2 separate regions of the Mustela erminea genome follow, and region 2 is linked to region 1. A link is a contact called in public Hi-C data. All regions are on one chromosome and are shown on one strand. The core of a region is the stretch at or near the end of the contact, and the rest is flanking DNA. Distances in the headings are between cores, read along the strand shown. Region 1 holds the start of UBE2J1 (ubiquitin-conjugating enzyme E2 J1). Region 2 holds the start of RNGTT (mRNA-capping enzyme).

Region 1 (5,517 bases), core at 1,741-4,240:
TATGATAAAACAATAATATATCAGAAGTATAAGAACTTATAGTGGAAGAAACTGAGAATTAAAGTAAATTGCTTTGGGGTGCCTGTTGGAGCATAAGCCTCTTGATCTCAGGGTCATGAGTTCGAGCCCCACATTAGGTATAGAGAATGAAACAAAATTTTTAAAAGATTTTATTTGAGAGAGAGAGACACAGAGAGAGTGAGCGAGCAGGGGAGATGTAGAGGGAGAAGGGGAGAATCCTAAGCTCACTCTGGGCTGAGTGCAGAGCAGGGCTCAATGTCATGACGCTCAGATCATGACCTGATCTGAGATCAGGAGTCAGACACTTAACCAACTGAACCACCAGGCAAACCGCCCCCACCAATAAATCTTTAAAAAAAAAAAAAAAAAGGAAATTGCTCATTTCTCTGAGACCTCAACTGTCCTCATTAGAAAGGTGAATTTAAATAACCTGTGCTGTTGTCAGTATTATTGTGAAGAATAAATGAGTTGGTGTATGTCAAGTGCCCAACACTGGGTCCCCTACACAGCAGACGCTCAAAAAGTACAGTCTTGGCCTTGCTCCCTGAATGCAAATGAAGATGGGTGGGGAAACTGCACTTCAAAGGGCCTCTGTTCTATCTAAGGAAAAGAGGAACTATATAGGTCAATGATTATGGGTTTGTTTGTTTTTAAGTAGGCATGAAGGCCAACCGGGGCTTGAACTCACAACCCCAACCCTGAGATCGAGACTTGATTTGAGATCAAGAGTTAGATGCTTAACTAAGTCACCCAGGTACCCGATTGTGGTTCTAAATAAATTCTCTTAACTATAAATGTCTCTGCTGAGAGAAATCTTTCAGTTGGCTTGCTAGAGGTCTTTGCTCTTGCAACAAGTTTAATAAACTTTAACATGAGCCCATTAACTAAATTGTTAGAATAAATTTGTTTTTAACCAAGGAAGGAGAGATTATAATTACTCTGGAGCTCATTTTGTGGGGAAAATAGCCCCCTCCCTGTTGAGGAGCAAGAATTCTTTGTCCCTTTTTTTTAAAAATTTTTTATTTTTTATAAACATATATTTTTATCCCCAGGGGTACAGGTCTGTGAATCGCCAGGTTTACACACTTCACAGCACTCACCAAAGCACATACCCTCCCCAATGTCCATAACCCCACGCCCCTTCTTTGTCCCTTTTCCAGGAGCAAGAACTGTCCCCTTCAGGGTCCTTCTGGCTGGACTAAGAATCAAATTGACATGAGATAGATAAATAGGATAAATTTAATAGTGTAGGTACAGGGAATCCATACAGACATGGAAACTCCAAAGACAGGCAAAATGAGATCTATACGTCATCCCGAACTAAGAAGGGGTTGGGACCTGGAACTTCACTGGAAAGGAAAACACTTCATGGACAGGAGAACAGATGTTTGGTAATTAGATGTCTGCCCTGCAATACAGGTGGGTCACTCAGATAAGATTTATCTCTGCTAATAATCCTTTTTCTGGAAAGACCCTCAATTTAGATTCTTCTATGTGACTGAAGAAGGGACAAAAGTTTCTTTTGCACTCTCAGGATCTCAAGTGCCTTCAGCTCAGAATAATCCATATGCCAAGTGGCACATTGGGCGTGGGGTGGGGTGATGTCCTGAAACCCTTCAATGCCAAGGAAAAGACGAGGTGGTGGTGTCTTCTAAAAAGAAAGAAAAGAAAAACGTCACAGTCTCCATACAGAGGAAGAAAAGGAGAGGAGAGCCCCAGAGGAGTATAGCGTCCAGTGTTTGACTAACCTGGAGGCTGAGTAACCAAGCGCTTCCTTGGCTTCCAGAACTGTTTCCTTAGCTCTCAGATGGGAACGATGGTACCTATTTCAGAAGCCTCTTTACTGCAAGGCCTCTTGCACCAGCCACAGACTTTTGCAGAACTGTCAAGTGTCAAACAATTTGAATATTTAACACAAAGAATGAATAAATGAATGAAGTAGCACATTGGCTTTGCTTGCGTATCTCAGCCACTCGGATCATCCGTTTGCTTCTCAGAAAACATCATGGAATGGCTTGAAACGTCCCATCCAATTTTATGTTAGATATCCTCCATTTCTTCCCTTCCATCTCAATTTCATTCTTTACAAAAGCTTGCTGGTACAATTCTTTATGTGATGAAATATAACTGGCCCAACTAGATCAGCCCTGCTTCATCTCACCAAGAGTTCCTTCCTTCCCTTTTCATCCACCCCATCTTCCTCTTTTCCTCAGTTCTCACCCCTCTCTTAAGCCTTCAAGAACCCATAGGCTTCTTCCTCGGAATCCCATTTTTTCTATAACGAAGCATGTACTGCGTCCTTTAAGGTTGCATGCTTTCCCCCAAATTCAATGTATTTCCCTCAGTTTTATTTGACTAGTTATAATTCTTTTTCTCAACTCCCACAATGCTTAGAAGTGTCTTGCACCCAATCACATTACTAAAAAAGAAGTTAGAAAAATCCTACTCAATTTCCTTATCACTGGATTGCTCTTCTTTACCCCCATCAGCTCCTAGCTCCCAAACAAAGCGGCCCACGACCCCGCGGAGCAGCGCGCGAGCAGCCAGGCCCCGGGCCCCTCTGGACTCTCAGCCCGGGGGTCCCGGAGCCCGCCGGCAGCGGGTAGGGCCGGGCCGCTTCCGGCCCCGCAGTTCCTCGCTTATACCCGCGAGCGCCGGGGAACCCCGGAGGGGCCCGGCGAAGGGTCGGCCTCCGCGGGCCCAAGCCGAGAGGAAGACGGGGACGCCGCCCGCTTTTGCAGACCCCGGAGCGACCTTAGCGGGCCTAGCGGCGATCGCGCAGTGACCGGCGCCGGGGCTGACCGACTGCCACGAAGCCACCGCCACGTCAGGGCAACTTCACAAAACCCGGGCGAGGGCGGGTGACGCACACCCGGCGACCGCGGCGGGGTTGGGCCCGTGGCCAGACGAGGAGGCTGACCTCCAGCCCCGGCGCCCGGTTCAGCGACGCCCCCGCCGGCGCCGGCGCCTGCCGGGGCCCTCAGGGAGGCGGGGGGAGCCGCGGAGGAGGCGGCGCCATCGCGAAGCCCGCGCCCCGCCCGCACGCTCACACCCCCACACACCTCCCGCCTGCAGTCGGGGCCCGGGCTGGGCGGCGTCTGCGGAGGCTCCGTCGGCCTGGCCCAATCGGCCCGAGCCCGCGCTGACACCCGGGCAGCAGCGGCGCGGAAAGGTGGAGGCGGCGGGCCGGGAAGCCGTAGCCGGGACAGCGAACCGCCATGGAGACCCGCTACAACCTCAAGAGTCCGGGTGAGCGGGGCCGGAGGCGGCGGGCGGCGGCGCCGGGTGGGCCGGGGAGGGCGGACTGACCCCTGGGCTCCCGGGCCCGGCGCTGCGGTTCCCTCGCGTCCGCCGCCACTCGCGGCTCCGCTTCGGGGTTTCGCGTTCTACGCGAGACCGCCGCCTGCCGGGATGGTGCAGGCCGCAGGGCGGCCGGGCGGGCACCCGCCGCCAGTCGTGGGTACCCGCCAGTTCCCCGCAGCACCCGGACTTTCCCTTCTCCTCATGTTGGGCGCGTAGTGCTGGGTCCTGAACTCATCCCTGGGAACAGGTGTAAAGGTGATGTCGGTGGGTAATAGTTAACAGTCCCTTGCGGTACTTAAGCCCAGACCGTCGTTATCCCTTCGTCGCTGCCACCGGACTTTTATTAGCTGCTTGACTCACTTGCATGTGAGGATTTGGTTGTTTAAATATCCCATTTGCAACATTGGGGGCGAATGGAATTACAGACCTAGAGGAAAGATTCTGTGCTAAACCAACTAACCTAGAACTAAGAAAACTAGTTAGAGGGGCCGTGTACTTTAGAGGAAACCATGATTTTTGCCGTGACGGCTGACATGATACATGTCTGTGTTCAGTCATAGAGACTTCCTGCATTTCGTGCCCCTGCTTCATTCACAGAATAGCCCGAACAGTCCTAGCTTCAAGTTCTTTTCCGGTGCCGTGTAAAGATGCAAGAAAAGTCAGCAGCTCTCTCATATTAAGGCAGGCTGGAAATGAATCACTAGGGCCTGTAAGTGGTATTTATTCTCTTCTGTCTGTACCTTGATAAATTTGTCAGGAGGGAGAAACTCCACAGTTCAGCTCTAAATGATAATCCGAGAATATTCGTGATGGTTTGACCAAATATTGCTGCTGCTTATTTTTTCCTTCCAAGAAAGCATCCTTTCAGTAGGAATCAGCAAGATTAGCATCCTTATGAAAAGAGCTGACATTGTGATTTTTTTTATTAAGAAAATACTTAATATGTAGAAACTCCAGAAAAGTCCGAGGATATTGATTGAACAGAGCATTGTGAGCTTGAGTGCGGTCGGGCTGAGATGTGTTCTTAGGTGACCAAGTGTGTAGAATGGGTCATAACATTTGGGGGGGTCCATAGACTTTAAAAAAGAAATCTGGTGAAGGCTCTGGGCTTTCCAAGAAATGCATTTATACAATTCAATTTCAGTGGGTTAAGGACCCCCCCTTGAACCCACACCCCTCCCATCTCTTCTGAACACCTGGGGAAGAAAGGAATTTAAAAGAGAAAGGGAAAGAAAACCTTAGTTTTAAGGTTAGATGGTAGAATGCTTAAACTGTTTAGATTGTCTTAGATTTAAATAAAACTACGTGGCTAAAAATGTACGGTGACTCCTTGGTCACATGGTACCAAGTTCCTTAGGACAGCTGAGGACCTTAGTGGAATGTCCAGAGAATAATGGAAATATAAGTAATAGTGCAGTTTAGAATGGCGAACTGGTGGGTCCCAAGACATTGTTGTTAGAGCACATTGCTCAGGTTTGATAGGTTCTCATACCTGAAGTTATGAAAAGCTTTCAAAATTCTCCAGAATTTTGTACACTTCCAAAGTATATGGTCTGTCATCTGGCTGAGCTTTGGTCGACATGCTTCTGTATTATAAATTGCTTCCTCTTTTTGGTATCATTTCCTCAAAGGTGGTATTGCTGTTCTACACTAAATAATTTTTTAAGATCTTTTGTTGTTGTTACTGTGTGGATCATTTGGAGTTCATGGTGAAGTTGAATTAGATGATATATGGCACTTACTTGAAATGCTAGGAGGCATGGTGAAGCTTCCTTCCTTTGTTTTATTCTCAGTCCTGTGATATTTTTAGAGTAATGCCTATGTGAAAAAAACTGTTTAAAAGCACTGCACAATGGAAGGTACAGAACCTTTTCTCTGTAATGTGCAGTTGTCTTAGAGGTATGGATCGTACAATTAAGAGAATACACATAACTGGTTCAGGGCCAGTGCTCTAGCATGTGGATAGTAATTTGTTCACTTTGTAATTAGGAAAAGTTATTTCTTTGTGATTTTTCTGGAATGGACTTGTGGTTATGGGCAGAACTCTGTATGGAGCCACCTCCTAAGCCTCTGACTTAGCTTGTCAATAGTTGCTATGCATCAAGCTCCCCGATCCCTTTTTGAGTCTGCTCTGGCCAAGGTAGTAGGGTCTCTTAGTACAAAGTAGGGAGATCTAGCTATAAAGAACGTTCT
Region 2 (5,517 bases), core at 2,198-4,697, 290 kb after region 1:
GTATGAATTTGACTGCAAACAAGTCATATTGTACTCACATTTAACTCATAGGAACTTACCTGTACCTGTGTAGGCCCACAGGAGAGAGAGAGAGGCTACTCATTGTTCTTCCTGAACCTATGCCCTGGAGGAAGAAGTGAAGCTCGGAGAGGAGACTCTGGCTGGGAAAAGTGTGAGTCTATTGTTCGAAGATTGCTGTCGTGTACATGACCCTGAACGCCAGTCAGTGACTTCATTTGTTGCTCAAATGAAGAAAGAGCAGTGGAGGACAGTCCGGAGTTTGGCTTCTTTTGCCCCATATTCTGAGTTTAGAACCCAAACCTCTATTTGAGATGTGGCCCATGTTCCTCTTTGGCTCAAGCTTAACTCAAAATGGTCTCTTTCTGAATTTCTCCTATGTACTATAGCTGGTAAAATACAAGCAGGAGGTGGAGGTTGGTGGGTCACCAGAATGAAAAAGGGAGCCAGGCACGGGGCATCAACTTAGTCCCTGCAAGCTAGGGAAGATGGGAATTGATCAAAAAAGGGAGTATTTCTCACTGACATTTTGCTAGCTTCTGAACAGGAGCATCCTGATGGGCTGGCTGTCGGAATGAATGGAACTGGCCCTTCATCAGCCATTGATAGAGATGTGTGCAGCAGGAGACTGGACTCTAATGCAAGGCTTGAGGGGGCACTGCTCTGTCTCAGAGGAGTGTTTCTGTAATAGTCTTTAATAGTCCAGTGAGGCAAAAATGAGGAATAAAATCTTCTGTCAACCCAGGAAATCCTCTCCACAAGTGTAGAAAAGAAAGAACACAGTTTATCATTGGATACACATTAAACCAGACTGCAATTAGGACACAGGCATTCCTTTAATGAGACTGCAAAAAGAAAAAAAAAACTCACCCTTTTCTATAGACAAACACATAGACTACATAGATTACATATTCCCAAGATAAATGGTAAGCAGTGGTTATGTAAGGAGGACTTGGCAGTACCGTTTGTTATACATTCTTTCTTAGTTCTTTCTAAATTCATTTGGTAATGGGCATGGCCACTTGTGTCAGTTATTTGCCATTGTTTGAAAGAAAAACAAACTTTTTTAAAAAAAGATTTTATGTATTCGTTAGAGAGAGAGAGAGCCAGAGAGAGCGCGCGCACACAAGCAGGGGGAGTGGGAGGCAAAAGGAGAGGGAGAAGCAGGCTCCCCGCTGAGTAGGGAGCCCCAGGGAAGGTGCTCAATCCCATCATGATCACGTTGGACCCTGGGATCACTACCCGAGCAGAAGGCAGATGCGTAACCAATTGAACCACCCAGGATGACTGAGCCACCTAGGCAATCCCCTAAACAAACCTTTCTCTAACTCTTTGACTTGCAGGTAGTTACAGCTTAGAACAGGTCACCTTAGGCTAAATTCCCCTGGTGACAGGAAGATAAGAGTGCTATCTTCCTTCTTGTTTACTGAGATGGCTACTAGGACCTAAGAAAAACATTCCTGCTTGGTTAGACCGGCAAAAGGCCGATTTAGCTGTTAAAAAGATTTATACACCCATCAAAGTGATGGAGAAATTTATACACCCATCAAAGTGATGGAGGGAGAATTTATAAATGGAAGCTTTCTGAAGAGAATGTTCTAGGAAAAGGCAAGGGGGAAAAGTTCTCTGCTTTTTGTCAATAGGGAAAATTCAATCTTATTTTTAGTTACTGTTACACATTGCCTTATTGGCAAAATGGATGTTTGAGGGAAGAATTCACCCATGAAGAAGCGATAAAGAGGAGGCCAAGACCTATTTATGAGGGTAGGTTAGGAGTTCTAGAAAACCAGGGAGGTGTCATGTTGGTCCTTGTGTGGGCATCTATTTTTCCTCTTGTGGAAAAGCAGAGATGTGGGATTAGGAGTGATATAGACAGAAATACAAGAGAAAAACATCAAGAGAAAGATTCCTGTTAGTAAGAAACTGCCCAGTGACTTGGATGCCACTTTCCTACTCTACTGTCTTTTGTGGGGCATAAGGGAGCCATGAGGTCCTTTTGCTCTATGGGCACTAAGGATGGAGAGGGCATGAACGATAATGATGTAAAACTTAAGCACACACTGACGGCTTACAACCAATTACAGAGGCTCATGGGTGGCATGAAGCCTCTGGGAAGCTCTCCCTGTGCCTAGGACTGTGTGTGTGTGAGAGTGTGTGAGGGGGGATGCTTTCCAAGGGGAGTCATCCCCAGAGAGGGAAAATGAGATATTATCACAGGATTCGGTTCACCTTTTCCATCCCTAGAGATTTGGGCATGGTATCCATTTTACTTTGTCAGCAGGGAAGAGAAATATTTAGATACACAGCTGGTCGGTAAGGAAAACCTTATCTTGTCCTGTCAGGAGAGGTGTGACACATTTACAAAAAGGTCTCAGTAGTTGTAACAGCAGGACAGACTGGGAGTGAGACCTAACTCAGGACCTCTCTGTTTATGGGAGAATTCTGAGTCTTACTGAGAGGGTACAGGCATTCAGGGGCTGAGCTGTTCCTTAAGTTTCCCACCTACCCACTTTAAAGTATACGCCACCCACCCCCTAAACTCACAATCTTACAATTCAAATATAGTATTGGTCTTTAAAACCAAATCGCTACATTAAAATTAATTTTTCCATTATCCAGTTTTATGTTTAACACTTTAGTAATTACAGAAAGTCTTATTACAGGACGGAGTTTATAAAACGTTCCCAATCACTCCTGTTTAACTCGAAGGGTAAGACCATTTGTTCGGTAAGGCAAAGAACACCCCTTTGTGTTCCCGCCTTTGCCAGTTATGCACGTTAGTAACTTTGAGACACGGAGCCCCTGATGCTCCCCAGTACTCGAAAAATTTGCTCCAGAAATGTACAAACAAAACTCTAGAAAACCATTTTGGGATTAATTTCAGATACTTCAAGGATCCTTACAAGTACCCCCCCGCCCCCGCTCCCAAAGAGAAAGTCATTTCTGGCATTCCAACTTCTCGCCCTTAGAATGTCTCTAAAGCTTGTTTCCCTGATCCATGTCAAGGAAAACTTCCCAAATTTCAGCTCAAACTCAGATCCTGCCGGGACGCCAAGCTGGGCAGAAAAAAGGGCGATCAGGCTCTAGATCGTTAACAGTGGTGGGAAGGACACTTTCATCACTAAAACAGATGCTTTTGTGGAAGCTGCGGATCAGTCTACGCCTGGAAAGAGGGCTGGCTTCTCTACATCTTCAGGGGTGTCTATCTGCTGACTAGGGAAGAATACAAAATACGTGTCATTTGCGGGAACCGGTACGAGGCCACCCGCGCTTGCGCGAAGCCGTCCTAAGGGCGAGCGGGAGTTCTCGGTGGGGCGGGGCAATGGAAGACGCGCCCCTCCCATTCGCCGTGGCTTTAACTCCCTCCCATCCCTCTTAACGAGCATCTGCGTCTTTCCCTCTGACCTCGGAAAGAAGGGGGCGGGGCCTTTAGGGGCGGAAGTAGCAGTGCATTGTGGGCTCTCTTAGAGTGGTGGAGTTGATCCTGAATGAAAGTGGCGCGCCGCCTCTGACGTTTCCCGGGCAGGAGCTGCTGGGATTTCGACCCCTGCCGGGATTCGGGTGCCTCGGACCCTCGGTACGGAGCCGACCGCGAGGAGGCGGCGGCGTTGGCGCGGCGAACGTTGGTGGAGGGGGCGCCTCTGCGCGGCCCCGAGACATGGCTCATAACAAGATCCCACCACGGTGGCTGAACTGTCCGCGGCGCGGCCAGCCGGTGGCAGGTAACCCGGACGGGGGTGGTGTTCGAGTCCCTGCATATCCGCGGGCCCGTGGGTGGGCCGTGTGAGGGGCGCAGCTTTCGTGGGGTTCCGTGCTTGTTAGTGGTATTTCAGGACCGAGATGTGCTCGGTCGGACGAAGCTTCGTGGTTGAGTGTTTGGGAAAGTGATTGGAGGGGGTGGGCCGGTGGGTGGGGGCACGTGTCACTCTCCAGGACGACTAAGTATTGCGAACGCGAAAGTAGACAGGAGGTTTGGGTAGCGGGAGCTGGGGGCCCAAGAACACAGCGGGCATTACTTTGAAGCTTAGAAGTTTAGGAACCTTCCAGGTTTCTCGGATGGGGTAGGGACAAGTGTCAGTCTTGAGATGGAGGGCTCAAGAGGAGAGGGAAGTTTCCCAGTGCTGAAATGGATCGACACTGACTGGAGTTTGGTTTTTAAAAACGATTTTGTTGTGAATTTTTGCGTCTTCATTGAGTTTGACACATAACAAACCTTAAAGTGTTGTGTGAGAAATGCCGCATACCCAGACACACTTCCAGTGAAACACCCATGAAACCACCACTACAATCAAAACAGTGAACATAACCATCACCGCTCAAGAGTTTCGACTGCCCCCTGTAATCCCTTCCTCCTCAGGCAATCTCTTACATGCTTTCTGTCATAGATTAGTTTGCATTTTCTATACTTAAAAAAAAATAAATAGAATCATACAGTGCATACACTTGTTTTGGGGGGAAGGTCTCTGTATTCTTTTGCTCAGCATTGTTATTTTGAGATTTATCCAAGTTCTTGTATGTTTGTATGTGCATCCCTTTTTATTGCACATACAAACAGTAGTAGTCCATTGTTAATGGATGCAGCACATTTGTTTATCCATACACTCACTGATAGTCATTTAGGTTGTTTGCAGTTTTTGGCTATTACAAATTAACCTGCTATGAACATTCCTGTGCAGTAATTTGTATGGATATATGCTTTCATTTCTCTTGTGTCAGGTTCTAGGAGAGGAAAGGATCATATGGTAGGTGTATGTTTAACCTTTTAAAAAAATGTCAAACTCTTTTTAAAAGCCATAGCATTTTACATTCCCACCATTAATGTCTGAGAGTTCTGTTTAGTTCATATCCTCTCCAAGGCTTGGTATGGTCAGTCTTTTTAATTTTACCCACGATAATAGGTATTTAGTCATATTGTGGTTTGTGGTGTATATGAGCTTCTTGGCAATTCACATATCTTCTGTGAGATGTCCAGATCGTGTACTGATTTTTTAATTGGGTTTTTATCTTATTGTTGAATGGTTAGACTTCTTTATATATTGTAAATACAAATCGTATATTGGATATATGCTTAAATTTTTTTTTTCTCCTGTCTGTGGCTTGGTTTTTCATTTTCTTAACACTGTGTTTTTGAGGAGTGAACGATTTACATTTGAACCACAACTTGCTGCTGATTCTAGAAGGGTTTTGTAGTGAACTATGATTACATGTTATGTATATATTTATAGTATGTCTTACCAGTTATTTGAAATTGTTGAAAGAGTCCTTTTTTATTTTTTTTAAAGATTTTTAAAAAAATTTTTAAAAAAAATTTAATTTTTTGTGTTTTTATAAACATATAATGTATTATTAGCCCCAGGGGTACAGCTGTGTGAGTCGCCAGGTTTACACACTTCACAGCACTCACCATAGCACATACTGTCCTCAATGTCCGTAACCCCACCACTCTCTCCTTACCCGCCTCCCCCCGGCCATTCTCAGTTTGTTTTGTGACATAAGAGT

What was found. Hi-C and Micro-C count contacts between places; a contact is called where the count stands out from the background.
Region 2: a Hi-C map of fibroblasts shows a contact between it and region 1, with 5 times the contacts expected there. The contact joins the promoter of RNGTT here to the promoter of UBE2J1 in region 1. A contact is called at or near these places in 2 of 3 Hi-C or Micro-C datasets (fibroblasts and spleen).

What each region holds. Positions count from the first base shown.
Region 1 is chr4:41,232,634-41,238,150 of mMusErm1.Pri, forward strand. UBE2J1 (ubiquitin-conjugating enzyme E2 J1) reads left to right here and starts at 2,991. Exons shown (of 8, transcript XM_032339072.1): 1 at 2,991-3,270. The coding sequence starts at 3,240.
Region 2 is chr4:41,525,401-41,530,917 of mMusErm1.Pri, forward strand. It overlaps RNGTT (mRNA-capping enzyme), which reads left to right and starts at 3,448. Exons shown (of 16, transcript XM_032339080.1): 1 at 3,448-3,740. The coding sequence starts at 3,677.